2 separate regions of the Rattus norvegicus genome follow, and region 2 is linked to region 1. The links are chromatin contacts, called in public Hi-C maps. All regions are on one chromosome and are shown on one strand. Each heading gives the region's core, a stretch centred on a gene start, on an enhancer-like site or on the middle of the called end of the contact. The rest is flanking DNA. Distances are from core to core; before and after follow the strand shown.

Region 1 (6,232 bases), core at 251-2,750:
TCTCCGGTGGGTGCCACTTCCTCAAGCTCCTTCCAAGGAACACTAGATGGAGTTGGCTTTTTATGCAAGGGTCTTTGGATTTCAGGGTGAGCACTGAGAGTTTGGCTCCCCCAAGTGTCTGGGTTTCACTGTATTGGCCTCATGGTTGGTCCTCAAGGCCACTGTGTTGGTGTGTTGGACTGATTTAGGAAGCAGCAGGCTAGAGGAGAAAGGCATTTTGTGACTCTGTTAGAGGATTCTGGCTGATGATTTCAAAAAGATGGCTGACGCTGAATCGCAGTGAGAAGGGTGTTTTCAGTTTCAAAGGCTTCTGCAGCCTGGACTTTTCTATGCTGCAAATCTTACTAGAAGCTGGGCTCCTTTAAGGAGACTTGTAGTGAAAACGTTTGTCTGGCTGTTCCCCTTTCAGCCCGGAGAGCTGCCTTAGGTCTTTACTAGAATTTCTGTGTTACTTAGTTCAACCTCAGCCCAGAAGCACCTTGCTACTACTTGTCATTTTAGGGCTCTCAGGTTTCCAGGAACCTCTGTCACCGTCACCCTGCAGCAGCCGATGTCTGAACTGAGCCTGCGTTCTTCCTTCCCTTGGAAACCGCCTGGAGCTCAGCTCATAGTTTAAGGAGAGCTTGTGGCTGTTCCTCAAACATGGACTCCTCAGGGGCTGAACTGTTTAGTTTAGGCTGTGCTTTCTTAGAGATGCAGCCAGCAGGAGTGGCCACCTGCATCCTGCACCTAGTCATGTAGCTTCCAGACACGAGGGCTGTAAAATGAGAAGGGCACGAGGCTATGCAAGAAGAGCATGATGTGCCCCTCCCTCCCTGTGCCAGGTAAATGAGGCCAGCCAGGGGCAGTCTGGACCTCGGGTGTCGGAAGGCGGGAAGCTGCCTGGCGATCCTTCCCCTTTGGCCAGCCAGTTCTCCACTACTCAAAATCTAGCATGGCAGTGTCTGCAAAATCGCAGGCTTTCCCCCGGCTGTTAGGAGCAAAGGGACTTTGGGGGGTGGGGACGGGGTTGTGGTGTTTTAAAGCATAAGTTACCTGTTTGCACTGTTTTCAGATAGGAAACAATAGTGGGCACGGTGAACATCTAATGTAAACGTGTGTTTTATTTTGTCATGCTCTTGAGAATGTCTGATCATTTGTAGTATACACCAGTAACACTTGATTCTCTGTTGCATAAAACACTATATTTTTGGAAATGTTGCTGTCCCACCCTTCCCTCTCCTGTGTACCTCCTTTACCCTTGCTTCCTCATCAGCCAGGCAGTTGCCATCCCTGGGCTAGAGCGGGAAACAGGGCCCCACCCCAAGCGGGCTCTGGGTGTCCTAAGCCAGCATGTGCCCTCTAGGTTACTGAGTGCAGGACAGTCCCTTGGCAGCTTTCCTTTTGAAAGGCTCACCAACTACCACAGGTTGCCAAACTCTTCAGCAAGGCACTAGAAATGAGCCAGGGGGCACGGGTCCCTGAAGTCTTGTGGTTGGCTGTGGAAGCCATGTTCTTATGCAAGTTACCAAAACTGTAGCCAGTTACAGTGTACTCAGGAAAAACGGTGGATGAGCTCAGCCATGGCGGTGCTGGCTGGCAGGGATGGGAACTGAGGACTGCCCATCAGCCAAGACCTCCCACCCAGGGGGCAGCCCTCTGTACATGCCAGCGCTGGGGGGTGGGGAGGGCTGCATTCACCCTGGCAGGCAAAAAGGGAACAGCGATGCTCTTTCCTTCCCTCCCTCTTCCGGTTACCAATGCCAGATTCCCAGGGGCACGCAAGTTTTTGAGTTTTTCAAAAAATGCTTTTGGTTTGGTTTTTCCGGGGACTGATGTGCTTTAATCGCTGTCTGTCCCCATCAGGACGCCTAGCTTAGCTCTTTTCTCGTATTTTCTGTTCACAGTATTTTTGTGTGCCTGCTTGTTGGGCAGCTCATTTTGGCTGCATTATATATGGAGTGATGAACTGATCCTTTTCTTTCCCTAAGAGACATGACTTTCCCTGTGTCAGCATTCAGCTTGTGAATAGCTAGAGACACCCTGGGGCTGACACGTGTAAGTTAGAGCTGCAGAGCGAACTGAGGCGCTCTCTCAGTTTTTGAGTCTCCATCTTCTCAAGGCTCAAAGTACCACAGAACCTCGCTCTCCTCCACACCTCTGTGGCAGGGAGTGGCCTGCCTAGCACGTGTGGTTTCCCTGTGGCAGGACAGGTACCACTGGGACATGGGGGCATACTCGGATGCTTGTCCAATTGACCACCCAGCTGTGTCTCCTTCCTTCCCATCCTCTCCCAGAGTCACCTCCTAGGGCACCCGAGCTGCTTGCCCAGGGTCCTGTTTCCCTGCTAACTCCAGAGAAGCACCCAGGGCTTTGTGACAGTCTCTAACTCCCTCTCTCCCTCTCTCCCTCCTCCTCAAGAATCATATTGTATAGTAGCTTTCAGACCATACAGTATTCATTGGGTTACTCCTATTATTATCAAGTAGCTGGAATTGTGAAGGTTGGAGTAGTTAGATCTTTAGCTTTTATTCATTATTTTTTGTATTACTCTCCATGTGTATAAATTATTGATCATGTTGCTGGCTTTTATAAACTCTTAGCAAAGGAGGGGCCCTGCCTCAGCCTTTGCAAATGGTAACGAAGCACTGTTTTTAAATAAAAGAGAGAAACACCACCTCTGGCTGGTTTTGGCTCCTTTCTGCCTGAACTCCAGGCTCTGACCTGGAAAGAGGAAGAGAAACCACACCACTGCTTCCTGGGGGGCTTCTAAGTGACCAGAAGCTAGGAGGGAGGGACCCCTGCAGCTGTTCTCTAGCTGGCAGCAGACTTCCAACTGAAGTGAAGTGCACTGCTGCTTCCCTTCAGCCTCCCCCTGCCCACTTGCAAGGCCTCAGGCACTACACGAGCTCCACTGACCTGAACTCCCCCTCCCCCCAGGTAAGTGCCTGCTTCCCGGCTCCTGCTCCTGTCCCCATCTTCACTGTCACTGTGTGGAATGCCTCTGCTGTTAGACTGGCCTTCAACCACCCTTCACTAGTGCTTTCCATGCCAATATCCCAGATACCTAGTTTCCCCAGTCACTGCCTTCCTGAGTCGTCGAGAGCATGGAGATCCTCTCATAGACTCTGAGTGGATTTCTGCTCTCAAACGTGTAAACCCGGGCTTCTTCCTTCTCCTTACCTGCCCTAACAGTCTTCAGCTCTCGGGCTAATCCTTACCCCACCCCGATGCTCTGCACCTAACCTTCCTACTTTATCGGCTATGGGCCCTGTCTCCTCTCTTGGCCTTTTCCCGACTAGGGTCTTCAATCTTAAATAGTTTCTAAATTTTCCCCCACTAGAATCCCAAGGTCTCTTCTCCATGAATAAGCTGCCACCCACCACCTCTGCTTGCCCTTCTCCCTGCCACCTGGCCTTCCAAATGAGGAAGCAGCCCCCTGAGGAGAGGACAGCAGGCCCAGTCCCTGGTGGTGTGCCTGCACGGTGACCTCTGGCTTCTCAGCTGCCTCCGAGGGCCCTGGAACTGGCAGATTCCCCAAACACACAGCAGCAACACATGCCTGGAGAGCTTGGGGCTCTCTGGGCTGTCCCTTGTGCTGATGCTCTTACCACCCACACTGCCACTGCCACTAAAGGCCTTTGACTCTGACCAGGCTGTGTTTGTGACAGGATAGTGCGTTCACTTCAAAGGAACAGAAACTGAGCCTGACCATGTCTCCTCACTAAACACTGAAACTAAGGATCGTGTCCAAAGCCACATGGGAAGGGGCAGGGCAGGAGCTTCTGGCCTTACATGTGCCTCAAAATGTCACTAAGTCCAATAGTGTCCTCTACCCATGAACTAACCGTGGAGAAGCTTGTTTCTCACCATTAGGGGAACATCAAGTTGCCAGGCAGTCTGTGTAGTAAAAGGGTGAGAGGTGGCTCTCTGGGGCTTGATCCTGGACATGAGGATTTCAACATCAAAAAGGGGGGCCATTCCTGCCACAGCAGTCCCCTGGGGCTGTGAACTGAGCACTGAGTGGTGACCGTGGCGACTGAAGCCTTTGGGGAAAGAAGGCTAACGGAAAGATGGAGACCAAAAGGGACTACTGACCAAAGCAAGGGCTTCACTAGGAAGTGGCATAAACCTGTGTCCTGGCCAGGTGGGATGGTGAACAAACTGACCACAGCTGTCAGGAGGCAGAAGCAGGTGGACCTCGAGTTCAAGGCCAGCCTGTTCTACAGAGCGAGACTGTCACAGAAGGAACACATTTTGCTCAGTCCACCCATACCGTTCTCTTCTGATCAGTTTCACTAAGCCCATTCTAACAGCACCGCCTATAAACCCTTCATCCTCACCTCTCCCCTGCATCTCCCATGGGGACAGCATCCCTGGGCAGTTCTGAGCTCTGAGTTGCTGTTGTCTACCTGGCTCTGCCCTGCTCTTCTCCAGCTCTACCCCCTGGGCATGATCTAAACATCCTTCCAGGAAGACCTAACCATCCATCTACACGGTCTCTTCCCAGCACTGCCCTCTGACCCTACCCGGTTCACTTTCACGTACCCCTCTGAAGGTACATGATATCTGTCCGTCTCAGTCATGAGAAAAGGGCACCCATGGGCTTATGCTGACTTCCTCAGCCAGTCTTCCAGGATCTCCCCTGGATTCTTCTAAAAGCACAACCACATATCCGGCTCCTTGGAGATCCATTTTCCAGTCTACTATCTAAACTAGTGCAACTCTCCTGCCCCCTTCCCCTGCACTTCCACTGAGCTTACCTCAGCGTCAGCACTCAGGTGTGCAAACGACTCACACGGATATGACAGCAGTGAGCTGTGTTCTTCAGTACAGAGGTCAAAAGGCAAGTGGGCAGATCCCCAGCCGCAGAGTTGGCCACACCATAGGAAGAACAATAATGTCCACCAACCAGACCCCACCAGAGCTCCCAGGGACTAAACCACCAACCAAAGAGTACACAGGGCGGGGGTTGGGGGGGACCCATGCCTTCAGACACATATGTAGCAGAGGATAGCATTGTCCAGCATCAATAGGAGGAAAAGCTCTTGGTCCTGTGAAGGCTCATTTCCCCAGTGTAGGGAATGCTCGGGCGTTGAGGTGGAAGTGGGTGGGTGGGAGTGGGAACATCCTCATAGAAGCAGGAGGAAGGGGATAACGTTTGAAATGTAAATATATAAAATATCCAAGAAAAATAAAATTTGTAAAAAGTCCTAACTGCTCTTCCTTCTGACCTAAATCTGATTCCTCGCACCCACATGGGGCAACTCACAGCCACTTCTAATTCCAACTCCAGGGGATCTGATACCTTCTTCTGGCCCTGCATGTACACCACATGAATAAAGTCTTTGAAGTGTATCACTCTGGTTGGTCACCGTGTGTGCCCAGCTTTCAAACTGGGTTATCCAAAGCACTGAAATAGTCCAGGTCCTCAGGGAGAAGGGTCCAATGACACTATGGGTCACCATTCCTACAGTCCCTGGAGGCCTGAGATCTGGAGAAATTTTACCTTTCATACATGAAGACATACATTGGAGCTGGAGGACTGCCAAACAGGTAAGAATGTTTAGTTTTGGGGGACAGGGTCACTCTCTATAGAGCCTTGGCTGGCCTGAAACTTACCTAGGCCAAGCTGGCTTCGAACCCAGAGATCTGCCTGCCTCCGCCTCTGCCGATGGGGTGCTGCGGCAGTGATGAGTCGGAAATGGCGCCCTTGCTGCATCAGAACAGCATTTTCCCATTCATCCAAAGGTTTCACCAAAAGTGGAAAAGCAATTGTCATCCCCTGGAAATTTGCTCTTAGCACCCTTGGCCTCACCCGTCCCAAGTCCCACATCACAATTTGGGAATCAAAATCTATAATTTCCCATAGTCCCAAGTCTAAGCAGAAAGGTGCTGAGGGCTATGTCACTTCATGTCATGGTACATGGTGCATGGAAAAGCTCTCCAGGGTGGGAATCTCTTAGGCATAGGAAATCTACCTGATTTCTTTTTTTTTTTTTTTTTTTTGGTTCTTTTTTTCGGAGCTGGGGACTGAACCCAGGGCCTTGCGCTTCCTAGGCAAGCGCTCTACCACTGAGCTAAATCCCCAAGCCCCTACCTGATTCTTTTTTTTTTTTTTCATTGATTTCTTTTTTTTTAATTTAGAGAATACTTTATTAGTTTTTGTAATCAAACCCACGTATATAAGACCTTACATATTTAATACAGTGTGTTACCCCTGTACAAATGGAAAAAACTTAAGTTTAACATT
Region 2 (6,331 bases), core at 3,100-5,599, 140 kb before region 1:
GCTGGACTAGGTCATCTAGGAAGTGGTTATGACCAGGTTGGTGCTAATAAAGTGCTTTTATCACTGGCTTTTTGATATGGAGGCCAACCTGCTGGTTAGGTGACATGAGAAAACCTGGGTGTACAGTTTCTATAATTGGTTTTACTATCGAGTACTTTCGGGTGGTAGACACCATCGGAATTTATTATTCACGTACACTTTGTTGTTTGTTTAACTTCTGTAGCTGCATATATTAACTGTGTTAGGTGGTGTTTCCAGTTTACAGAAGTGGGGGCTGAAAGGGAATGTTTTGCTCTTGGCCCTGGAGTGCTGAAGCACTGTATGTTCATCAGCTTTCAGGTGGCAGGTCATGCACTCTCTCATGGCAGTGTCTGTCTCTGTGTGACTTTACTCCCTGCTGCACAAAGGAACAGTTAGGTGTGTGGGGAAGATACTAAAGTCAAGACTGAGCGTGGGCTGACTGTGACTATAAGACCAAATCAAGCCAACGTGAGCCCCATTATTGTCTTTGGGCAAGTGGAAGCCTGACCTGGGTCCTGCAAGGAACAGAAGTGGGAACTAGAGAAGCGATAGGCTGGAGCTGGCAGGCACTGGAAACAGAGGCAGCTGGCTGGAAAATCCACATCCCCTCAACTTTCCTTCCTGAAGAAAGATGTCATTTCTTAGGACATTAAAAACACCGGCTCTGAGATGTAACTTGTATGCTACGCAGCTGAATCATTTAGCATATATAATTCTGACTTTGTATACATTCATAGAGTTGTTCAGCCATCCCAGCATCAGATTTAATTTAGAACTATTTCATCACTTCATCTGAAGCCACTTCCTACTGAGTCATAACTCCCTGATTCCTGTATTCCACCCGTGCCCCAAGTTGTGCTCATCCACTGTCTACTTTTCCCGGCAGCTTTTCTTTTGCATGCAGATAGGTCAGTGGCCCTTTGAGGCTGGCCTCCTTGCACTGCAGATTCATAGATCCATCCATGCAGAGTGGAGATGCCAGCCAGTGCTCCTGTTTTCTTTTGTTGTTGCTGCCCAGTCGTGTTCCTTTGCATGGCCGTGATATAAAATCTTAGTTATTCTGGAAAACATGGTATTTTAATGCTAGAAGGAAAGGGCAAGTGGAGTGAGACGATAGGAAGTAAGCACTGCTAGCTCGTGGGTGATGGGGGAACTGCTGAGCAAGACAGGCACCCTAGGCCTGCCTGAGTCCCTGTAACTGATAGTGGAAGAAGTGGGACACTGGCAAGGGCCTCCTGGTGGGTCATTTGTGGCAGGGCTTTAGTGCTTCTGACCTGGGCACGTGAGGCTTTCAGGGAACTTGTTGTGTAATCTTGTGTGTTGGCCAGCACATCACCCCTACAGACACTTTGTGTGGAACTGGAGAGGCCTTTGCTGAATTAATCTGAAGACATTTCCCTTGGTTCCTGCAACTCTAGATCCCTTGAGCATCTTTTAAAAAGAGCTGCCAGTTTGCTGAGAGCAGGCAGTTGTGAGATTGCTTATGACCATATGATTTGCCCAGTGCAGATAGCCCCCTTCGTTTAGGCCCTAATCCATTGGTCAGATATAGCAATCATCATTTCTATGTGGGATGTGAAGGCTAACTCAGGCCCCTGTATGTCCTTCTGAGCTGAGGTGTTTGGGAGGGTACCTTTACAAGCCAATAGGTGCCCTTCCAGGCGTCAGGTGATTTTACATTGTCCTACTGTTTCCTGCTAGTTGCTTTTATTTTATACTCCAGAGATGTGTCTTGACTGGACCTGAACTATCAGTCTGTCTAGGGAGTGAGCTGTAATTACTTGTCTTGAAGCCCTGGCTCTTCGCTGGCATGTTTTCTAACAGCCCAAGGTAGGAATATCAGCAGGGTCTTCAGCTCACTGAAGGTCATAGCTGACTTTAGTCATGTCATCCTGGTTCTGCAGTTGGGGAAACTGAGTCATAGCCAGGTCTTACTATGCCTATACTCTAGTAAAGAGTTGGGCTTGTGATACAGGGAGGGCCCTTATTATCAGTATGCACTTTCCCCAGAGCAGTTTCCTGATGGACATGTACTGTCACGACCAAGACTTGGCCTGGCCCTGCTCCACTCCAGCACTGCAGGCTTTGAGGTGTGAGTGGGTGTGAGTTTGTCAGGTTAGGGTTGTGGTGATGAAAATCTCAAGAGATGACAATGGCAAAGGCGATGGGTTCTAAGCTTAGGATCCAGACTGACAGCACCTCCCCCTGTTTGTCTGTGATGACATGATTGTAATTCCTTGAGAGTTTATTTCTATCGGATAAAAACATGTGCTGCTGCCCTAGTCTAGCAAGCAGCCATTCTACAATGCTTGCCTAAAAAATGTTGGTTATGTTGTCAGCTCCATGCCTGGTAGAACATGAAGAGAGGAGATCAGAGTCCTTCCCCTTCTTGTCCTTATTTGCTGCTCCATACCCCATTTTCTTCAGGTGTACAGATCCAGAAAGGTCTGTTTACTATGGCAGCACAGCACAGTAGTACATGTAAGCTGGGAGCTAACTCCATATTGAGACCTCCTCACTATGTGGCTTCATGTAGTCCTTTTCTCAGGCTTCCACCGATGAGTCTGGCAGAGATGGTGTGCTGCCTTGAGTGGTCTGTGGCATCCTCATGTTACTTGTGTCTCACCATGGCATGGGTGAAGTGCAGAAATGCTTTAATTAGGATGGTTATTAACTGTCAGGGCTACTCCTTCACAGAGTTGGTTTACAGTCCCCCATTATAATTTATAGCAACAGCTACTATTTATTGAATGCTTACTATGCATCAGATACACAGTAAGTACATACACCTATGTACACATCCCTTCAACACCTCATTATCCTAACGATCATTCTCTTTCCAAGGCAACTGGTAGAAGCTGTGTTTTGCAGATACATACATAGACTGAACTTTAGTGAGGTTGAGTCTTAGAGGCTGAAAATGGTGGAACAGGTATTTAACCTTAGACCTGCCTGACAGCCAGCCCATGCTTCTAACAGCTACGTTCCTGTCTCCCTTGAGTAGTTAATTTGCTGAACATTCCTGAGAAAAAACTGCCTGGTCACCAGTGCTTCTAAGATGTATACAGCAAGCACCTGTGTTAGCAAAGGGCGTCAACAACACAGTGTAAGCTAACTTGGCTTGGGCCACAGAGCCAGCACAGGGAGGAGCTGTAGAAAGACTGCTACTCAGTTCCTCAGCTATGTTGAAGGGCCTTTCTGTCCTTGAGGTCAGAACGATTGCAGGTCTTCCACAATCTCCGTTTCTGGAGAGATAGGGCTGCTCCATTTCTGGTTTATTTGGTTGGACAGGGGAGGATGTGCCTAGCCCTGTCTGAGGCCACCCAAAGGTGGTTAAAGTTCATTCCTGCACTGACTTGCTTTAGGTTCCCAAGCTTTGCCACCGAGCAGAACACCCCCCCCCCTTTCCTAGTTTAGAACGTGTGGTGCTGTGTAGGTACAAAGGACACAGCTGTTTTCTGTGGCTCCTCAGTGCATACATAGCATGTGGAGTCCTCGTCAGCTGCAAGGCAGAACAAATGCTGCTCCAGTTCTCTCCATAGAACGGGTGTACTCCCTGTAACATTGTGAAATGGGACAGAGAAACTCCTGGGGAGAGAGTGGAGCTAGGGCTGAAGGGCATCACCTCACCTAAGTCAGTTAAGTGGCCCCAGCCTGGCTCACTGACTTGGGCAGACCTCCCCAAAGGATTTGGCATGCTGTTAGGTTCTCTTTCTTCAGCGTGTGTGTGCTATACCGTTACAGAGTTATAACTCGCAATGAGATAGAGTTCTTCCAAAGTCAGTCAATCAATCTATCTACTATTTTTCCTTTCCTTTCTTTTTGTCGTTTCTTTCCTTACTTTTTCCCTGGCTTTCTTGATAGGATCTTTCTTAAGGAGTAGAGACAAACCAGAAGAGGGAATGGGACTGAGTAGCCAAGTCATGTTTCCAAGATGACAGAGCGGGGGGTGGGGGGGTGGGGGGTGGGGACGGCCAAGTTAAACAGGCTGAGTCCACTCCGTAAGGGGGGGGGATGTAGGTGTCAGATTTCAGCTCCAGAGCTGATTGTGGCCACTGTGGAAGCGTGAGACTGTCCTAAACGCCTGCAGTCATCCCGACTTACTCTTCGGAATCTTCCTTGAACAGCAGAAACTTTACTTTTTGGTGAAGGTCGGAAGTTACCATTTCCAGAGCTTGGTGGTCACAAATATTCAGAAATATGGCACAGATTTACTGCAAAATCTGAGCAGATAGATGCTCCTGCTGTTGTTTACTGTGGAGATCAGATGACAGTCTTCTCTCTTCTTCTTCCCACCCCTTTGGGAATCAACCAATCACAGAGGAATGGATTTCAGTGTTCCTAGCTTCATCCCATAAGGCCCTCCCTGGCATCTCCAGTCCTGGTAGGGCTGAGTGTTAACTCTTGGGTGTCTGAATCACAAAAGAGACAACAGTATTGACTCCGAGCCACACTAAGAGGTGTTGATTCACCGAGGATTCACTGAGCAAGGAGGAGCTGCGTTAGCTCATGTTCTGTTGCTAACTAGTAATAGAACCTTTGGAAGGCTAGTTTGTCTTTCTGGGTTTGATGCCTTATTCTACAAAATAAGAGGGGGAAGAAAAGAGACAGGAGGAGGATTATGACATAGTCTCATACAAACCACCAGGATTTCATATTCATTCATTTATATATATATCCCTAGGGTCTGAGGTGTGGTGGGGAAACCATTGTTCTACAGTAGGTGGCTATTCTAAATAGCTTACTTTTTGTTAAATTCTCACAACTCAGCAGGGCAAATACTGCTCACTCAGTTTTATAGATGAGAAAATTGAAGGCTTGTGAGGCTGTCCGACTCCCCAAGATCACTTCACTAGGAAGGCCCATCTGGCTCTAATTGCCCAGACTAGATTCCATGGATGGCAGGAAAAGCCCTGGATGTCTCACTAACCATTTCATTCTGGTACACTGAACGCTGAACGCTTCAACTCCTAGCTTTTAGCCCTGTCCTGAAGAGCTGTTACTGCTTGCTGCTGGCTAATATCCTCTAGACATTCTTCATGAGCTAAGCAGCAGCAGAAGCTGGCACAGAGGCTGGGAGAGTTATATTTCATGTCTATTAGGGGAGGGGCAGACACGTACACACACCATAGTGCATATCTGGAGGCCAGAAGACAATTTGAGGGAGTTGGTTTTTTTCCTTCTACTGTGGGACAGAGATTGAACTCAGCTGAGACATTTTTCCCAACCCTGCTTATTTTTTTTAATATGTATGTTTTAATTTTTTTAACTTATTTTTATGTGCTTTGTCTGCATGTATGTCTACCACTTGCATCCCTGGCGCCTGTGGAAGCCAGAAGAGGGGGATGTGTTAGATCCCTTGAAACTGGAATTAGACTTTTGTGAGCTGCTGTGTAGATGCTGGGAATTGAGCCTGGGTTCTCTGGAAGAGCAGCCATCTCCAGCCACACTTTTTTATGGTCTTACTATATAGACCTGGCTGGCCTGAACTTTCTGTGTAGACCAGGTTAACCTCAAACTCTGCCTGCCTCTCCTCCAGTGCTGGTGCTAATGCCATGGGTCACTACAACTGACTACCCCACCCCGCTTAACCTTTAAAGTGAGAATGTAAAGGTGCCAGCAGCTCTAACCCTTGAGATCACGGCTTTTAGCAAAACATTAGTCTCTTACATTTAGTCTTTGGTTTCCTTGCTTAGCTTTTTAAAAAGTTAGACAATATATTATGCTTTCCACTTAGATACTGTGACATTTATTCTCTTGGGATGTTTTGAGACAGCTTCACAATGTAGCTTAGGTTAAGGATAATTAGAATGAGATCAGGCTGACATGAAGGCACCACAGGTCCTGTAGCTTCGTTGCCCTGTGAGTGGCTCGCTGTATATGTAGCATTGCTGTGGATGGCCGTTGTACATCCATGGAGTTCCCAGCCACAAAGCATTCCAGAGGAAGGAGTCCTTTCAAGCTCTCAGAGAATTTACTGTAAACTTTGCTGTGGGAGAAGGCTTAGGGGAAGGAGCTTCTTTCTCCCTCCTCTCATCCTTGCTGGCTTCACTTAAGTACCTCAAGATAAAGATAAATGTGGAGACTTGAGATGACCCAGAGGAGTCAGGGGAGGTCATATCGGCTGAAGTGGAAACTATGTTACAACCTAAGTGAGGAGCAGCCGATGGGTCTATTATTAGGGTTTATCTCCTCCAGGAACATTTCTGGCATGGTTTGTAGCTTCCCATGTGGGGGATATAGTATTTACTAAAAATAAACTTTTCCAGAAATAATTAAAACAAATCACAATAGATTAATTTGTGTTGTT

Evidence for each region. A called contact is a pair of places that touch in the nucleus more often than the background predicts.
Region 2: a Hi-C map of Schwann cells shows a contact between it and region 1, with 2.7 times the contacts expected there. The contact joins two enhancer-like sites. A contact is called at or near these places in 3 of 12 Hi-C or Micro-C datasets (Schwann cells, hepatocytes and psoas muscle).

Annotation. Positions count from the first base shown.
Region 1 is chr7:110,687,654-110,693,885 of GRCr8, reverse strand. It overlaps Rbfox2 (RNA binding fox-1 homolog 2), which reads left to right. Exons shown (of 14, transcript NM_001414967.1): 14 at 1-2,656. Among named protein-coding and RNA genes, the nearest start is that of Mb, 43 kb to the right of the region's middle. Within about 2 kb of position 1,500, at least 17 of the 93 cell types and tissues checked have an H3K27ac peak or open chromatin away from gene starts, as enhancers often do.
Region 2 is chr7:110,830,874-110,837,204 of GRCr8, reverse strand. All of the region lies in intron 2 of Rbfox2 (RNA binding fox-1 homolog 2), which reads left to right. Among named protein-coding and RNA genes, the nearest start is that of Rbfox2, 100 kb to the left of the region's middle. Within about 2 kb of position 4,349, at least 33 of the 93 cell types and tissues checked have an H3K27ac peak or open chromatin away from gene starts, as enhancers often do.